2 separate regions of the Gossypium arboreum genome follow, and region 1 is linked to region 2. A link is a contact called in public Hi-C data. All regions are on one chromosome and are shown on one strand. The core of a region is the stretch at or near the end of the contact, and the rest is flanking DNA. Distances in the headings are between cores, read along the strand shown. Region 1 holds the start of LOC108482954. Region 2 holds the start of LOC108453529 (transcription factor MYB1).

What was found. Hi-C and Micro-C count contacts between places; a contact is called where the count stands out from the background.
Region 1: a contact with region 2 is called in a Hi-C map of leaf, with 2.1 times the contacts expected there. The contact joins the promoter of LOC108482954 here to the promoter of LOC108453529 in region 2. A contact is called at or near these places in 2 of 5 Hi-C or Micro-C datasets (both in leaf).

What each region holds. Positions count from the first base shown.
Region 1 is chr10:129,529,984-129,533,842 of ASM2569848v2, reverse strand. LOC108482954 reads left to right here and starts at 1,296. Exons shown (of 4, transcript XM_017786067.2): 1 at 1,296-1,947; 2 at 2,099-2,214. The coding sequence starts at 1,561.
Region 2 is chr10:129,366,068-129,369,745 of ASM2569848v2, reverse strand. LOC108453529 (transcription factor MYB1) reads left to right here and starts at 1,356. Exons shown (of 2, transcript XM_017751675.2): 1 at 1,356-1,797; 2 at 2,950-3,678. The coding sequence starts at 1,449.

The DNA.
Region 1 (3,859 bases), core at 47-2,546, 160 kb before region 2:
TTCTTTCCTTTTCTCACTTCCCAAACAAACAAATTAATACTTCATTATCATCGCCCCTCCCTCCCTACTGACGTGGCTTTTTCTATTTTAGTGGGGTCCGCACGACTAAAACAAAATAAAAGGTGACGTGGTCTTTTTACCAAATAATAAAGGTTTAATTTTGGCTTTAGTCCCTCTATTATGTTCTAATTTAGGGTATGATCTTTCTAATTTTATAATATTGTTAAGAAGTACAATTTAATTAAGCTGTTTGTTGTTGTTGTTCAAGTGATGATATGAATTTTTATTTATTTATTGTTATTCAATCTCATAGAGTTTGAGAATTTTCAGCTAACCTTGCTAAACCAATGCTTTATTTATTATCTGATTCTTGAATTATATTCTTTAAAAAAAATCTCCTGAATTATACTCTTTTTCTCATATTAGTACCTAATTTTTTGTCCCGTTTTAATATTTGAACTATTATACTTTTCTCATTTTATCTAAAAAGAATGTGTCGCATGTAATGTTCTTATAGGTAACTTTCTTTTTGGACAAGTTGAAATGGAAATGATAGTTTAAGTATTAATATACGATAAAAAAAAGTTTGATATCAAAATGAGAAAATGAGTATTGTTCAAAGGCAATGGCGGAGAAAAGGGGGTTGCAGGGGTTGGACCCCCTAAAATGACATTTTTTTCATTTATGACCTTTATAATTTATAAAAAAAATTAGTAATGGTAAAATTACATTTTGACCCCAAAAATAATACAAATTTAATTTAATCATTTAAAAGTTATAAAGATATAAACTATTAAAATGGTAAAATTGTATTTTTACTATCGTAAGAATATACAATTTAATTCGACCTCTAAAAAATTTTTCTAGCTTCGCCACATTTCAAATGCTAAATCATAAATTAAGTTTTAAATCGATAATAAATTTATATATCGACTATGAATCGAATACTCAAGGTTATTTAAAAAATAAAAGATATCATGATCTTAACCACAAGAACTAATAGTGTAGATCAAATTATGTAAAATTAAACGGATTAAATTTTATATTTTAACATAGTAAGTGGACTAAAATGATAATTAAACAAAAAGAAACTAATCAATACAGATCTTAAATGAAAACAATTATTAAAATAAGAGTTAGATTTTATATTTTAACATAGTAAAGGGACTAAAATATGAATTAAACCAATAAAAAAAACCTAATCAATCAAAACACGGATCTCAAATGACAACAATTAATCAATTCTAACGCCAGCTTGACGTCCGCCAGATATTTTTTTATAGTTTTTGTTCCTTCTTTATATAGCCAAATCCAAGCTCTCCCCCTAATCTTTAATATCACCATTTTTGTGAAGGAGATATATTTCTCTCTTTCTCTCTCTAAAAATCTTCCCTTTCTCTCTCTAAAAATCTTCCTTTTCTCTCTCTAGAATCGCTTTGGTCGAAGTTTTCTCCATTTGATCTCTACGCTTGTGATTATATATTTTTTCTCGTAATCGAATCTATAGTTTCTTAATAAATCGAAGAATTTGATTTTTTATAGATTTTGTTTGATTTCGAGATGGTTAATTCTAGAAACGGGGAATTTGTTGACGACCGCGTGGATCGGGACGACGACGAATTAATCGGTTCGTCGGACGCATCTTCGTCCATCAACGGCGTCGTTGGTACCTTTAGCGTTGGATCTGGAACAACTTCGGGACAGAGCGGTGAGGTGAGGAACGAAATCGGACTTACGGAACGGTTAACGGATATATTCGTAGAGGAAAACGATGGAGATTTGTTGCTTCAACAGAGCGATCGAGAAGATAGGGTTCTGCAATGGTTACAAGCTTTGGATATGCAAGTAATCGGCGCTTGTCGAACCGATGAAAGGTTAAAGCCTTTGTTGAAAGTCAATGTTTCGAACGGCGTAGCCGAGGATCGATTGTTAGCTCACTTGAGTCAGGTATTTTGATAGTTTGGAATTTCAATTGATAAAATTTTCCATTTATATCGAATTCTATGATGAAATTTAGCTCATATTTGTATTTTCTTCTTAAAATTTTCAAGTTGGATGTGTTGTGTGTGTAATTTCATTTGTTTTGGATAAATTTCAGCATTTTGAGCCATCGGAAGTTGGTATGCTGGCGAGGTGCTTTTGTATACCTTTGGTTTCAATTCGAGTGGGGAAGATTAACAAACAAGGAACCTGTTTTCAGCCTACTGCTGCAAGGTAATTGAACTTTTGATGATATCGGAGTCTTGGATTTATCATAGATTATCCTGCTCTGAATGTCATGCACAGTCCATGGATGCATGTTAGCCTTTTTGTTGCAAATCATTAGCATTTACCTACAGCATATATCACAGAGCCGTATGCTTAATTGTTAACAATTTCCGTTGAGTATTTACATTCTGCTCTCTCTAGAAACTAACCTTTCGTGGTAGGCCCCCCGAGGTTTAGTTTAAATGATTTAGGAAATTGTCTTTAGTAGGTGATATGCTAATTAAGATATTAAATTAAATAAACTAATTATAAATTATCATAACATATATAAATATTGATGAAACTAGAAATCAAAGGTGACAATTAAAATAGATAGCCTTGCTTGTTAGCTAGCTAACTAGAAAGAAAGAAGAATCTCCACATTAGTCCAATCAAAGCCAATTGCTTGGTAGCTAATAGTGCATTACAGTTACAAGTTAGCTTCTTTTCCTCTATTTAGGAACCTTAAATTATCAAATTAGTTAGCTAATGCTTAGTTTGAAATATTGGAGACCAATTATAGATATTAGCTTATTTTCCTTAGATTTTTATCCATAATTCATATTCATCAATGATACCATTTTGATGGTCTCATTCCTTTGATCTTTCATAGCCTTTAAGCATGTAGCATTTTGTCAATTTACCGTGGATCACTGCAACAACTCTTTTAGGCCCTTAATGTCTCTGTTTTGGGTTAAGATGGTATTTAATTGACTGCATTATGTTATATGGTAATGCTTTTAGTACTCCATGCAGGCAGCTAGTCTAAAATATACATGATTTAGAATGTTCTGGTTGTCACAGTATGTTACACTTGTTTACTACCTATAAGTTTTCATGTCATGTATTATCAAGTGATTATATGTGCTGACATTTGCAAGTAACTTATTTCGGTGTTTTTTTCTTATATCAACTCTGCTAAATTGGGGATACCAACGCTTTTCTTAATCTTTGAACCGGTCATACCATCCAAGTATCATTCTACTCTATGTTATATTATTTCATAATTGTAGTGACTGTCTCTCTTTTTATAATGATTGAGGTATACTAAAGGCATTATTTTTTTGATTTAACCTAGTGTTGACTGTTGAGTCCATATTGGATTGGTTTTCATGATTTATTTAGATTCCTTCATCTTTTCTGGTTGCATTCAGCATGGTTACACATTTAGAAGTTAGTCTTTTTATCATGTTTTGGTAACTGTCGTCTGCAAAAATCCTATATCTAAATCATATACTCATTTTTGTCAATACCTTTTGATTTATTAACTAATTTAATTGATTTCACGTGTTGAAATTTGTCCTGTAGTTCCACATTGACCCCACTGCATAATTTGAATGGAAGGTGTATATTTAGTGGTTAATAGTCAATAGAAATTGCAGGGTTCTATTTTAGTTTGTTGTTGGTCATCATGTTAATGCTTCCAAATAAATATATCTTTTGACTTGTAGGTAAAGTGGGCGTATTCTATAATGATCTCTGAATAATGAGGAAATAAAGGTAGTTTCATCTCCTATATTATATAGTTTGCTGCTGCTGTTTTGTGGATATACAAGGTTCACATTCAATGAATCAATAATAAGTAAGATTGGGTGCTAGTGACTTGTATGAA
Region 2 (3,678 bases), core at 107-2,606:
GGGAAGGGGCTATGAATAATTTTAGATATTTTATTAAAAAAAGTAGATATAATCAAAACTTATAATTATACATAATGGATGTACCATAGGATTAGGTTTCATTAATTAGGTTGGGTGGATATAGGTATTTAGCTAATTTGGTTATGGGTTGGTTATGGTAATAGCGTTATTAAATTTATTGAATGGGTAGGATGGATCTAATTGAGTAAATAGAAAATTGATAATTATAATCTACTTAAACCAAACTAGATTTAATTGGTTAGATTTAATCGACCAACATCAATTCATCAAGTAAGTTAGTTAAAACCAACTTTTATGAATCCTGATTCCAAGTTTCGGAAGTTAGTTTGGCTTAGGGGGGAAGCCAAAATTTTTTTTAAGGGGCCGGATGAAATTTTAATTTTTTATAGTTTATATCTTTATAATTTGTAAAGAATTAAATCGAAATTTTATAATTTTAGGGGGGCCAAAGTGTAATTTTACTTTTACTAATTTAAATTTTTTAAAAATTTAAGAGCCTAAAAATAATTTTACATTTTGGGGGGGGCCTATGCTAGCCCCCTGCCGCCACGGTGGCTTAGAGGTGTTCATGAGTTAGGTTAGGCTAAAGTTTAGTTCCAAAAAGCTTCGAACTTGAATTCGAGTACGACCCACCTAGGCCCGCCAAACAAGCCCTTTTTATTTAAAAATAATAAAATTTTATTTAAATTTAATTATACAAATATTAATTTGAATATAAATAAAAAACTATTTTATGTTTTTCATTATTTATAAATAGTAAAACGGACTAACCCAGAATAGGTCGGGTCAATTAGACTACCTAACTCATGAACACCTCTAGTTTGGCCCGATCCATGGATGTTTACTTGGAAGGATAACATGGTTTTTATATTTGTTTTGTTGTGTAGGCCCATTGGGTCATGTAATTTACTAATAAATATATTGAGCCTGTAGTAAATATAAAAGCCCAATAAGATCATTTATAGTATAGGCCCATGGGCGCAAAACCCATATTTGAACACAAATGCCCAAAAGGGTAAAATTGTAATTATAAAACCAAAGACTACATTATTCAACTTCGTAAGACGAAAAACTGAAGGCGGTTTCTTATGCGATATGGCCCACCAAATAACCGAATCAAAGATACCCAAAACACCCCAAATATTAGTCAATTATTACAACGAAAACCTAGTTACCAAACATTGATTGAAAGGGCTTAGAACGTAATTGACCAATAACAAACTAGATCCCACTTAAACAGAAGTCAACCAAAGTCAAAAAAGACAATAAGAAAAAAAGAAACGTCACCGTTTTGAGAGGATATAACGGTCATTTTGTTAAAGAACACCGAGAAAAATGAATATTTTGCAGTTGGGCAGGTGGGTAACAATAAAGGAGCAAAAAAGGAAAAAAAAAATATAAACTGAAAAAAAGAAAAGCCCCAAAATATGGAGGATGAAAAAGAAAGCAACCGTCAAGACTCTCCGGCGGCTGGTGGTAGTGGTTCTGGTAGCGGTGGTGATGAGTTGGAGCTTATTGTGGCTGAGTCGGAGCTTGGTGGCGGTGGTGGCAGTGGTGTGGGTGGTGGTGGCGGGAGTAGTAGTAATAATAATAATACAAGAGTGAAAGGGCCGTGGTCACCGGAGGAAGACGCGGTGTTGAGTCGGTTGGTGGCGAAGTTCGGGGCGAGGAATTGGAGTTTGATCGCCCGAGGAATTCCGGGTCGGTCTGGGAAATCGTGTCGGCTTCGTTGGTGTAACCAGCTTGACCCTTGCCTTAAGCGCAAGCCTTTCACTGGTAATTTTTTTCTTCTTTTATTTGAATGAGGATTTGGATTTTTTTAGTTTGGGTTTTGGTTGTTCTTAAATGGGTAGTTGTTGGTTCTTTGTTTTTTTTGTTTTTGATTTAGATAGTGAAAAAAGATTGTGTTTTTATTTATGTTTTTCTTTTTTCTTTTTTTTTTTTTACATTTGGATTAATGTTTGATTGATTGATGATGTTTGGTTTTGTAGTTGGTTTTTAAACAAATGCTGCAGCTGTTCCAAGTTTTGTTGGATTTTGGTACTTTATTTGTTACATTGTATTGTAAAGGCTGTATCTTTGTTTCTTAGTAGGAAATTTAAGTTCTAGAGTGTGATATCTATTAGGCCTTAGTGAAAATTGTTGTCTTATCGGCTTGTTCCAATTCACGAAGATGTATTCAGTACAATGCCTGTTATCGAGAACACCATTGGTATTCTTTTCTTATGCCATTGGAAGCGAGTTGAAGCTGAAATCATCGCTATCGCCATATGCCAGTTCATTTTACTTTTAACCCTTTTATGCTACATGTCGTATACTTAGAATAATGCATCTTTGCCTACTTGATCTTAGCTTCAAAGTTTAATAAGAAGATGATAGGATGTATGTAGGTCTTATGTTTGTATCTTGAAAGTCTTTTTTAAGCTCAACTGCCATTGCTTTTCCTTCTCGTGTGTAATGAAGGTGTCTTTGGGTGCCATCGGAAGTTAGTTGAAGCTGAAACGATCACTCCAACCCACAATCTCACAAAAGAATGTTTGGGGTTATCGAGGGTAATATGTACATTTTGGGAGATAAGTATCATATTGTTTGTTAATTATTCCCGGAGAGTGGAGATAAAGTCGGTGTGGTGTATGTAGAACAATGCATCTTTGCCTAGTCGATCTTAGTGACAGATTTCTATTGCCTTATGCAATGTGTAAATCATCACTTAGAGCAACTCCCTAATTTCAGCTTCCATTTCATTAACGGACTGGAGTCTTATCATACTAATGTTTGTGGTCATGCGCCCGAGTTTGCCTTTATGTTATGAAACTTAGAGTTTTTTTTGGAGACGAGTCAGAGGTTTCATTCTTGCTGTCATTATGCCGCTGTTAGAAAAGATGCCATAAAAGTGAATATTTTCTGATAGGAATTTCAACTATGCAGATGAAGAGGATCGAATCATAATTTCGGCTCATGCAATCCATGGCAACAAATGGGCTTCGATAGCAAAGCTCCTTCCAGGTAGAACTGATAATGCTATTAAGAACCATTGGAACTCTACGTTAAGACGTCGATGCATGGAGCTAGGTAGGTTTAAGCCTGGACCAGCTGATACGATGGAAGATGGAAGCTTTGAGAGAACAAAAGCTTCCTCGGAAGAAACACTTTCGGTCGGAGATATAAACCACTTCAAACATCTTGAAGGAAGAGATATGGTGATGGACGATAGACGGAACTTACAAGAAGACAAACCTCCGATACAAGAGGAACAGTTTGCCATTGAACCGAAAAACCATCCTGCCGTTTGTCGTCCAGTTGCACGTGTTAGTGCATTCAGCCGTTATAACACTCCAAGCAGTTCTAGAACTGAATCTGGAATGACAAGTAGAATCCCGGTGCAAGGGCCTCTGGCTCAATCATCCAGGCCAGACTGGGGAGTTGGAAAAATCCTAGAAGATCTTCGTTGTGAACCCGTCATTCCCTTGCGATGTGGTTTCGGTTGCTGTTCAACTCCTTGTGGGGGTCATTCCCGTACTTCATTGTTAGGGCCTGAGTTTGTTGACTATGAGGAGCCCCCCATTTTTTCAAGTCACGAACTAATCTCCATAGCAACCGATTTGAACAATATCGCATGGATAAAAAGCGGTCTTGAGAACAGTTGCGTTAGGATCC